Linked DNA regions of Mus musculus: regions 1 and 2 are each linked to region 3. The links are chromatin contacts, called in public promoter capture Hi-C maps. All regions are on one chromosome and are shown on one strand. The core of a region is the stretch at or near the end of the contact, and the rest is flanking DNA. Distances in the headings are between cores, read along the strand shown. Region 1 overlaps Syne1 (spectrin repeat containing, nuclear envelope 1). Region 2 overlaps Syne1 (spectrin repeat containing, nuclear envelope 1). Region 3 holds the start of Mthfd1l (methylenetetrahydrofolate dehydrogenase (NADP+ dependent) 1-like).

What was found. Promoter capture Hi-C pulls out the DNA fragments that hold promoters and counts their contacts.
Region 1: a contact with region 3 is called in a promoter capture Hi-C map of pre-B cells, with 6 times the contacts expected there. The contact joins the enhancer-like site here to the promoter of Mthfd1l in region 3. A contact is called at or near these places in 4 of 39 promoter capture datasets (the 3T3-L1 cell line, the C10 cell line, cranial neural crest and 1 more) and 1 of 115 datasets of contacts at active chromatin or transcription factors (astrocytes).
Region 2: a contact with region 3 is called in a promoter capture Hi-C map of pre-B cells, with 8 times the contacts expected there. The contact joins the enhancer-like site here to the promoter of Mthfd1l in region 3. A contact is called at or near these places in 5 of 39 promoter capture datasets (the 3T3-L1 cell line, the C10 cell line, the HPC-7 cell line and 1 more) and 2 of 115 datasets of contacts at active chromatin or transcription factors (fibro-adipogenic progenitors and large pre-B cells).

The regions. Positions count from the first base shown.
Region 1 is chr10:5,233,010-5,236,690 of GRCm38.p6, forward strand. Syne1 (spectrin repeat containing, nuclear envelope 1) reads right to left here. Exons shown (of 146, transcript NM_001347711.1): 74 at 1,558-1,683; 75 at 303-479. Among named protein-coding and RNA genes, the nearest start is that of Gm51757, 92 kb to the right of the region's middle. Within about 2 kb of position 2,277, at least 31 of the 459 cell types and tissues checked have an H3K27ac peak or open chromatin away from gene starts, as enhancers often do.
Region 2 is chr10:5,176,116-5,179,849 of GRCm38.p6, forward strand. The region is part of intron 94 of Syne1 (spectrin repeat containing, nuclear envelope 1); the gene reads right to left. Among named protein-coding and RNA genes, the nearest start is that of Gm51757, 150 kb to the right of the region's middle. Within about 2 kb of position 1,671, at least 42 of the 459 cell types and tissues checked have an H3K27ac peak or open chromatin away from gene starts, as enhancers often do.
Region 3 is chr10:3,970,961-3,974,722 of GRCm38.p6, forward strand. It overlaps Mthfd1l (methylenetetrahydrofolate dehydrogenase (NADP+ dependent) 1-like), which reads left to right and starts at 2,115. Exons shown (of 28, transcript NM_172308.4): 1 at 2,115-2,518. The coding sequence starts at 2,295.

The sequences.
Region 1 (3,681 bases), core at 1,027-3,526, 1.3 Mb after region 3:
TTTATTTATTTACTTACTGAGATGGGGTCTTGCTACAGTGCCTGGGCTAGTCTTGACCTCCCGGGCTCAAGCCATTTTCCCTCCCTAGCCCCCAAGTAGAGAAGACTACAGGTACACATTACTGTGCTCAGCACATGTTTCTCTGCAACTCATACTCTCTTATTGCTTAAGTGGCTGCCCCAGTACTAAGGATTCACAACGCCCCTGGGCGTACAGAAGCGAATATATTGAGTGCATTGCATCTCTTGCTCTGTCTTGGCTTCCTCCCTGACCCCTGACCCCATGCGGGCATCAGTTCCTACCTTCACTTGCATGACCATGTTCTGAGCAATATTTATCTCCAGCTCAGTGTGCCTCCTCTTCATGTTCTGGAGTTGTTGGTCAGCATCCTGTAGGTAAATCCAGAGCTCGGCCTTCAGGCTCTTGATCTCCTCCCAGCCCTGAGTTAAGTTCTGTGCTTGGACCAGCCTTTGTTCAATCTGGAGGAAACACAGTTAAATGTTAGTTCATTTTCCGTACCTCATCTCTGTTCAGTGAATCTAACCTCTGGGTTGTCAGTGGGTTGCTGGGAAGAGCCTGGTCCTGTGCTCCCGCTCAGCCAGATCCGAAAGGCACCTCTTTCTTTGTATCAAAGAAAAACAGATTTCCTTTAGGCTTAAGAGTTTCCAACGAATTAAAACATCTAAGAGTTCTCCTGTGTGATTTTTAATCAGTGCTGCAAAGATCCAAGAAATTTTACCAATGTATGAGATCAAAGAGTTCCCCAAGAGCTTTTCCATTTAGGCCAAGCAGTAAATACATCTATTTGACTGGAAAATTGGGATTTGAGTAATTAAGAAAGGCTCACATCTCTTATATATTTGTTTCTTCATCTTTAAAAACATGGTTTAATGTTGTTATCTGCTTTTTTATTTATTTATTTTTTGGAAAGTGAATTATACAGGCCTAGAAATTCTGGCAATCCTCCTGTTTCAACCTCCTTTACCCGGACCCCAGGAGTGGGATTTCAGATTTACCACACTGCTGTACATAGCCCTATCAATGTTTTAGATTGTCTTTAGATCTGCCCTTCTGGTTTTTGGAAGTGTATAATTTGTCTTATTACAACTGTCACCCTTTGGAAGGATTTAAGCAGTAGCCCGTTGGTGGGCCTTATATAAAAAAGCTAGGGCAGTGGACTCTTCAGCGTATTCCTTAAAGAACAGGATGGGAAAGGAGAAAAGAACAACAGAAAGAGGCGCGAGGGACTAGGAAAACCACGAGAGACTGGTAATTAAGGTGGAGGAAGGTGCCAGCGGTGGTGGTTGTACAGACTAAACAATTCAGTGGTGACTCCACTGACTTAGTATCTACCTTCCTTTCTGGGATGGCAAAAATAAAATAAAATAAAATAAATCACATATTGACTTGTTACTGTGGCTTGAAGAGGGTTATAGCAAGAATATCTCCAGAAATATTTTCTTTAAATCTCACAGCTTTGAAGATGGAGAGAAGATAACAAGGCAGACAAAGCAGACAATTAGTTGCAATCATGAACATATATATATATATATTTACCAGCTGCTCTGTTTGCTGAATATCTTTTGCTGTGTTTTTCACTGAGGAGTTTGACAAGTCACACATGGAGCAAAGGAGATCCAAGTAGGTCCTGGCCTGCTCTTGCAAAGCTCTGAAGTGTTTGACCTGAAAAAGAAAAAGAAAAAAAAAAAAGGATTGTCAGGTTGAACAAGAGGGGTGCACTGTTTTGGTGGCGAACTGTGCAGTTGGTAGCCTTTTATTGATATATCAAAAATCATCTTGTTATGTCAGTGTTTTCCACACTGTCCTGAAATATATTTGTGACTCATGGGAGAGAATTCCAAACACACTGTAGGATCTGTTTGTCCGCCATCTGCTTCCCATTATAATTAAAGCTGTCTGCGTGGTCTGGGAAGGGGGCAACGTAAGGCTTGTCTCCAGACTCTCTGGATTTTTCTACCAGCATTCTCATTTAGGAGAAGAAATCGCAGCGCACTTGTCTCTGCTTAGTTATGCTTGTGTATAGCCTGAGACAAGATCACTGTCAGGGTCAGCTGGGGAGCTTCTTCAGAGTGATATGACCAGGGTTCCTTTTGATGCAAAAAGTTCATCACCTGCTCTTCCCTTTTTCAGAGTCCACCAAGAAGGGCTTATGTGAAATTTTTTTTCATTTCTCCATGGAAACACAGACACACAGCTGCTTAGCATTGAGGAAACATATGTTTTAGATACAGTGTATAAAGCACTCCAAATAACACAATCTTGGCTCTCATGGACTGGCACTCTTCTGAGGAAAAACAAGGTAATAGATCAGCAGATGCATGCCTGGCACAAGAAGTAGGAAAGAAAGGTGCTGAGAGTCTAGACGGTGTGGAGAAAGCATTGCTACTGCACAAGCAGCATATCTCCAAGACTGCTCAGAGTGTTAGATCGGAACATATTCAGGAAGTGAGCCATCAAACACGACAAAGGATGGACAGTGGGTGCAAAAGCCAAAGCAGAGGGAACCCTGAGTCGACAGAGACCAAGTCCTGGAGGCTGTCAATCAGTGGTCAAAAGGGTGAACAGAGACCAAGTCATGGAAGCTATCAAAGCTATTAATTGCATCTGTAATAAAAGGCTGGAAGGCAAGGAATGGCTCAGGAAAGCTTACAGTGTAAAGAAAATCCATCATGTGTCCACAGTGTAGTTTTATTCTGCTCTAAGGAGAGATAGAATCGTGTACTGTGATGGGACATAAGTAGAACTGGAAGCAACTATGTTAAATGAAATAAGACAAGCATCCTGGTGTTCTGCTTTCTGCCTCTAGTTAGCATGTCCAGTCTCAGAACCACTGAGATCTGAGGTAAATAGCTCTGTGAGGATAGGTCTGTCTGAAACATTATGGAATGTCCAGTAGTATCCCTGGACTTCAGCATCCCAATGACTGTTAATTGTGGCAACTTACAATGCGTTTAATCACCACTAAATGACCCTGGTGGGGGCAGGGGACTTAAGAAGATGTCCCCCAAGTCCACACCTCAACTTTTCCTTTGTTAGACAAATTATGAAAACAGTCTATTCATGGGCTGTGGCATAAATTTTGGAATTTATTCTAAAAGATGATGGATGGCATTGGATGCCTTGACCAGGCCTTGGCCTGAATGCTATTCTTGAAGGCACATGGAGTAATAGGGAACACAGAGAACTTGCCAGCTTCTCCGGTGGCTATAAGAAGTACAGATCTATTTCCAACCATACAGTGTCTTTGGTATTCATTCAATGTGCAAAGTGTTTCCCATCCAGTGAGTCTTACTAACCATTAACCAGAGTGAAAAGAACCATCTAGTGCCTCATGACCCACAGTAGCCAGTGTGAAACGGATCATTTCACATCCCATGACCCAGGGGAGGGCAGCTGGCCCAGACAGCTCAATTTCTCAAAATGACAAGAAAATAAGCTGTCAAGAATTGAATTATAATCTCAGCACCCAAGAGACAGAGGCAGGTAAGTATCTGTGAGTTTGAGGCCAGCCTGGTCTACAGACTGAATTCCCGGACAGCCAGGGCTACATGGAGTAACCTGGTCTTAAAAAAAAATTAAACTAAATTTAAAAAATAAAAATAAGATTAAAAGTACATGTAATTTAAAGGATAATTATTCATTTTGTGACTAATAGAGTTA
Region 2 (3,734 bases), core at 421-2,920, 1.2 Mb after region 3:
GATGTAACTAACTTAAATGGCTTCCAACAAATTAATTAGCATTTCTGGTTTCCAACACGCTCACTCGTAACAGGAGAGGAATCTTCAAGTACGTCCACATTCATTCTCTTCCTTCTGTACCTAACCCAAAAAGCTCACTGTTTCCTGGTAGTAATTTCCAGGCCATTGCCTTTCTCCAGCATTGTCTGCCAAGGTTTCAGATGCTTTCTGAAGCTGACCACCTCCAAGGCAGACCCCTAACCCAGCCACTTCACTCAGCTTGCACAGTTCAATGGCATGCCAATCATAGTATGTAGCTTTAAATAGCAATTACAGATGATGGCTCTGCTTTTAGGACAGGCTCCTTCACTGGCCCACAAAACAAAAGATTAAAAACCCAAATTGGCGTAGTCACTATGCTGAAATTCCCTGTCACCAGATAGAGAGCAATGCGTTTGTCAGCATTCCAAGAATGAAGAGATAGCAATCAAATCTGCAAACTGTCCAGTGTCACCACACAAGATAACAAAGCTCTCTGCTTTAACCCTTAAACAAGAGTGATTTAAAGTAACTCCTAAATGCCACCTTGTCTATCCTGCCTCCCAGCCCTGCCCTTAAAAGGAAAAGAATTTTGAAATGACTAACTTACTATCTATTCCTTAATTCTGGTCTGGTTTATTTTTGAGATAAAGTCTTAACTATATAGCCCTGGATGGGCTAAAACTCACGTAGACTAGATACCTCCCTCCCTGGTGTTGAGATTAAGGTATGGAACAATACACCCAACCTTGTTTTTGTTTTCGAGACAGGGTTTCTTGTAGCTCAGGCTGCCCTGAAACTCTCTTTATAGCTTGGGGTGACTTTAATCCTGGTCATCCCTGCCTCCACTGAGATTGCAAGCTCACACTACCAAATTCACTGTTCCATTGCTCCTAGGATTTGACGTAGGGGTTTGTGCATCCTTAGGCAGTCAGGCTACTAATGGTACATCCCCAGTACTATATAGGTCATCCATCCACCCACCCACCCATCCATCCATCCATCCATCCATCTAACCAGCCAACTCCATCTATTTACCTTTTATTTAGTTTTGTGGTTTTTTGAGACCGGAGTCTTCAGGGAAAATTCCTACTTAGAAATTAAACAGCCTATCATAAAGCTAGGTAGTATAGGAAAGATACCTGTGGCCCAGTGAAACAACATGTAGCACGGACCAAACTGGTACCTTTGCTTGTATTAGTTCTTCCACAGACTACAGACATCACAGTAGGCACAGTACCTCCTCAAAGGTCAATAATATTAAAACAATTAAAATAACATTAAAGAATTAAAATAATTGCATTTAAAAACTGATTACATTAAAATAATTTTAAAAATGAACAAGAAAGAAACACCTCTCTTCCCTAATAGTGTGACCAACTGAATTTTAACTGATTGTTACATCCAAGATATCACATAGACCTAGACAGGAAATGGGGGCACAGCTCCATGGTTCTGCACAAGCTGTACACCCCCAGGGCGCTACCATACCGACCAGGAAATAACTTGGATTTCCCGACCATGGCAAGGCCCTTTTGACTTCTTCCCTGTGGTTACCTCCAGGCTTCCCAGTCACCCGTGGATAGGCAAACATGTCTGCCCTAGGCTTGCCATTTCTGTGAGTAAGCTGCTATGTGGACAGAGAGCTACTCTAGGGTTACTCTCCCTGGGGAGAGCTGCTCACTTTCAGCTTTGTTTACTATCCCACTGCCAACTGCTCTGTGAATCACTGTCGCTTCGAGCTTTTTCCTGGGTTCCTAGTAGAAGCCTCTGGCGTTTCATTCTGCAGTTTCCTGTTGTTGATGCCTACGACAGAATCCTCCTCTATGGTGGCCTTCTAAGTCTCTGCCCGATCTCCCTGGAGTCTGTCCTTCCTAGGTGCCGGCTGCTTTAGCTTCCCTGTATTATAGATGTCTGCTCCAACAGTGTTTGTTTCTCCATTAGCAGCAAGAAGATTTCTTCAATGGGGCCTTCTTTTGATGATAAGAAAGTTGTGTTTTAGATTTGTTTTGTTTTCTTGAGCCTAGCCCCAGTGTGCAGTCTTGGCTGTCATGGTGGAACTCACTATGTAAGACTGCCAACTTGCTTCCAATTCCCAAAGACCCACCTGCCTTTGCTGGGACTTAAAGGCATGCACCACCACTCCCAGCTAAAATAGAAGTTTTAAATATGATTACAGAATAATATTTTTTTCCTTAATAGTTCGAGCTTTGGGTGGTCTGTTTGAGAAAACTTGGCCTCCTGCATCAGGATTATTATGTGGCACCCCATCTTTAAGAGGGATATTGAGTAAGGAGTGTTAAGTAGCTTCAGTGGCAGAAATAGGGCTTAGCATCCTATAGCCCTAGGCTCCCCAGGACTCAAATGAAAACAAATGAGAACATGATTAATAAATGGAATGGTGTTACTTTTTCAAAAGCTTCCAGAGAGGTTATGAGGAGATAGGAATATGGAAAACACGAGTTAAGAAACTTTACAACCATCTGGCATCATCATGACAAGAAGAGAATTTTATTTAATTTGAAAAACTGTTGGTTGGTATATGATGGGTCAGAAATTAAGAAAAACGTCATCACTATGGCACTATGGTCAGCAGCATCATAAGAGTTCATTTATCTTTTTTTTTAATGCTAACTTCGTACTTAGGTCTACTATAATCTAGTTTAATTTATCACACTCCTTTGTTCCCAGCGTGTGTACAAATGGAGGTACCACCACCTTTCCTTCTTGCCTTGCCCCTCCCTTCTCTCCCCTTTCTACCTTGCAGTATAATCTTGCTCTGAGCCACATGCATCTGTTCTTGGAAGCTCACTGCTGTGCAAAGGATGCTCTCTCTTCATCCTTAGAGCTTTGTAAATCTCTGTAAGTCAGTGGTTCTCAACCTGTGGGTGGAGGTCCCTTTAGGAATCACAGATCAGATCTCCTGATTATCAGATATTTACATTATGATTTGTAACAGTAGTAAAATTACTGTTACAGCAATAAAAATAATCTTATGACTGGGGGTCACCGCAGCATGAGAAGTGTATTAAACGGAGGTTATTAAAGAAGTGTATAAAGAAGTATATAAAGAAGTGTATTAAAGGCATGAGGAAGGTTGGGAACCAGTACTCTAAGTGGTAGGACTTCTTTTTCTCTTTTTCTTTTCTTTTCTTTCTTTTTTTTTAAGACTTATTTATTTTGAGTGTATATAAGTACACTGTAGCTGTCTTCAGACACACCAGAAGAGGGTGTCAGGTCTCATTACAATGAGTCACCATGTGGTTGCTGGGAATTGAACTCAGGACCTCTGGAAGAGCAGTCAGTGTTCTTAGCTATCTCTTCAGCCCCCTTATTTTTCAACTTTAGCTATCTTCTCCCTTCCTGGGTGTGGAGGATGGGGATTGTTTGTTCATTTGCTTGTGTCTCTTTGGTTGTTTGTTTTGAAACAGGGACTACATAGATCAGACCTCCAATTTGTTGTGTAAGAGGATGGCCTCAAACTCCTGATTCTCCTGCTTCTGCCTGACAAATTCTGGGGTTGTATATCCTTGCCACTACACCCAACGAGAACTTCTGTTCTGTTGAGATATAGTTTTCTTATATTTGCAACATCTTTTATCGAACCATATAATCTATGGGTGCCTTTGAATGTGCAATCCCTGCCTCATTATTTATAGGTGTCAGCAACATGCCCAGAGTTGGGGGTGAAGGATTTTTGAGATCTCATTGACTTT
Region 3 (3,762 bases), core at 865-3,364:
GGTGTAAGGAGAAGGTACAAAAGGCGAAGTAGCATCATTAGTGATGGCCACCTGCTCTGACCACCGGAGGAGTCAGTTCCTTTAGGGCCTTGGTTGGCAGCTTGAGCATAGATGTTCTAGATAAGTAATGAAGGATACTCTCTCGAGGGAAGAGGAGTGCCTATCCTGCAAAGCATGAAGAACATGCAGCTCCTTTGAGGGAACTTTGCATCCAAGCCCACCCACTGACAGCTCTGCTCTGCCTGAACTCCTCAGCCATCCATAGGCTGCTAATGTAGGAGATCCAAGAGTCTCCCTGACTGCTAGCGAGTCGCAGGAGGGTTAAACTACTATTCATATTCTGCTTCCTAAAGTCCCCTCTTTGGCCCAGACTCCCTTCTTGAGGGACAGGAGGCTTTACATATTTCTCCACCTGAACTGTCCAAAACTGACGTCATTTCCTCGGACCCCTCGTGCGCTCCTCCAAAGCACCCTCCCTATATGCAATCTTTCTCTGAGACGACTGGGATTCCTCAGTGGCCATTGGGCAACTGTCTTCTCCACTCTTCTCGTATGCACACCCCTCCCCGTCCTGATTGTAGCCAGCATGGTATGTCTACACACAAGCACAGTGACATCGTCCACCCAGCTGTCTGTGGTCTATCTCTCTACCTGCTTGATACTAGCCCTGAACTCACTGCTAAGAAGCATGAAGGGAGTTTACAAGCTCGTAAGTCAGCCTGCCTTGCTTTCCCAGGCTAGAGGTAAGAGCCTTATTATCTATCCCTGCAGGCAGAGTGAGCTTCACATTTCCCACAGCTCTTGTTCCTCTAGACGCACCACAGTCCTGGGAGATGTCGCACAGTATTGAGTTTATTCCACAGATGAGAAATGTTGTGTTTAGGGATCCCCAATCTAAAAGGGACATCTATCAAACCTGCCCTAATAAATGAATGGACATGGCCAGAAGATAGATTCCAATATCCCTTCCATGGGCTCATCTCTAAGGGCTTAAATTCCTCCATGTATAAGCTTCAACTCTTAAAATATGCCTCCATCTCCCAGTAACCAAGAGGGTGACCAGGTTTTTAATATATGGACCTTTGGGACACATATCCAACCTACAGCAGTGAGGAAGGCAGAGGATATCCTGTAAACACTGTCTGACTCAACCTCATCGTAGGCACTTTTCATAGGGAGTAAGTTTCTGTGGCTCCAAGTTCCAACTAGATGTGTGTATTTTTTTTTTTCTTAAACTTTTTACCCTCTTTGGAACCTGCTTGTCCATGCATTTCAAAAACATGGCCCCCGTGTGTCAGTGAGGTGGCTCAACAGGTATAGTCACTTGCTGCCAAACCTATGAAGTTGAGTTCTATCCCTAGAACAATCCTTCTGCCCAGCACCTCAGCACGCCGCTGCTGACCCCAAGATAGAATCAGAGAACTGGTTTCTTCAGGTTGTCCTATCCTTTACTTGCTGCAAGCTCAAGGACACAAGTAAAACTTAAAAAGAGGAAGAGGAGGAGGGCACGTGGAATTGGGCAAGCTCACAGCTCTGCCAGCAAACCAAATGACTTCTCTTGATCGCAGGTTCTCCTGGTTAGAAATCAGACGAATGGCGTTCCATTTCTTACATCTGTTGGGGTTAATAAATATATCTTTCCAGCACACAAGACAGCGTGAGCACTCAAAAAACGGTCTCTGCCTTGCACAAATTCTACCCTACCTCATTTGTGGTCTACAAAGTTACTATGTTATTCCCACTAGCCTTGGAAATTATAAACTTGGAAGACTCAGTCCTAAAACCATTGACGTTAATCTGCTTAAGGCTACAAAACCAGCATTTGCATTGCAAACTCTAAGAACGACATTTAGCCCTAGGCCACCTCCCACGTAATAAACACTTCCTTCTGAAGGTCTAAACTGGACTTAGGACCACTACCTCCTGAGGAAAGTGAGCTGCATTATGAAGACCAAGGGTGGCATCAGGTTTTGAGGCAGAAGGGCTGGCCATACAATCTCAGGGCAAGGGCTCAGCACCACGCTGATGCCCCACCTCCTATGCCTTGACTTTCTGGCAACTCCAACCAAAAGCTTCACGTCCGCTGGCCCCCGCCCTGTTAACGTCACGGCCACTTGGTACAGTGCCCCCTAGGGGCCTCAGTTCCTCCCACGAGGAAGAGTCTAGTCTTTCCTGCTGCTGGCCCTTTACTGTGCCGCTTGGCTCTCTGGTGCCTCCCACGCCAGCCCGGGGAAGAACTTGCAGCCGCATCTCGGCGCCTGGGGATAACCAGTCACCCCGCACTCTGCAGCAGCATGAGCGTCCGCCTCCCTCTCCTGCTTCGCCAGCTCGGCCGCCAGCAGCTGCCCTCGGGCCCGGCGTGTCGCCTCCGTGAGCTGTGTCGCTCAGGCAGCAGAAGCAGCAGCAGCGGAGGTGGTGACCCCGAGGGGTTACGCGGGCGGCGGCTGCAGGATGGCCAAACCTTCAGCAGCCATGGCCCAGGCAATCCGGAAGCCCCCGGGATGGACTCCATCGTCAGGTGAGTGTCCTGTTTGTCTACAGGCAGGTCCCTAGCCAGGGACCCAAGGACCCAATGGCACTCTCGGCCGCTGGGAGACCCGAGGGACCGTTCGTAGGGCGGGAAACAGAGAATGCTTGGTTCCGACTTGCTAGAGACGCCTTGCGATTGGCAGAGAGGGCGTGGGGGCGAAGGGGAACGTCCGGAGTATGGGACCCGGTAGATGAGGGCATCCCCCCCAGCCGGCGCGCGCCTCACGGACCGCACGCCCCGCTCCACGTGCACCGCCCGCCTCCGGCTCTGATGCAACCGCGCCGGGCGTGGCGCCGACAGGAAAAGGGCGGTGCGGCCCTGGGCGGGAGAGAAGCAAGGAGGATGGCCCTACAATCCCGCCACTGCTGATGTCCCACTACTGAAGGAGGGGCGGGCTAAACCCCTTGCGGAAGCCCTCTAGGTCTAGGCGTACGGTCCGCTCCGGAGCATCGCTGCTCAGAGAGCACACAGGTTCCGGTGCAGCAGTATCTGGAAAGTTCATTCTATATCCGGTGGTGATCTGAGCAGAGTCATCTGGTCAGACCCTATAGTGAGTTTGCTAGGCCACTGCTGTGCAGAGGCACCTACCTGCAAAGGGCGGGAAAGCCCTTTTCTGCTTTGATTCCCAACTGGGGCTATGGAAACAAATGAGCAAAAATAATCTGCCCCCAGGGGCTGTCACACATATATCCCGCAACAAGTAGTCATTATTTTTACAATAAACTAAACTAAGCTCTACAAACTTGGTGTAATGAGCATGACAGTAAATACTTAAGGTTCAGTGAACTAAAAAGCAGAATTTAAAATGTTACATGGGTACGTTTGTAATAAGGAAAAACGTTCTCACAGTTTTTTGATAAAATCCAACATTTTATGGACACTGACATTTCAATTTCATGTGGTTTTCACGTGCTATGAAGTATCCTTATTTCTGTTTTTCTACCAGTTGTTTAAAAATGGAAGCTCAGGCTAGGGAGACTGCTCAGTTAAGTACTGAGTAAAAGTACTGGCTGGGGGAAACATGAAGACCTAAGTTCCATCCCCAGTACCCATGTGGGCATGGTGGCATACTCTTGACATCCCAGTCCCTGAGAGGCAGAGAAGGTCAGATCGTGAAGCTCACTGGCCAGCCCACACAGCATAATCCAGACCAATGACAGGTCCTGTATCCAAAATTAAAGTGAGCAACTGTTGAGGGACAGCATCCAGAGTTGACCTATGGCGTGTACACA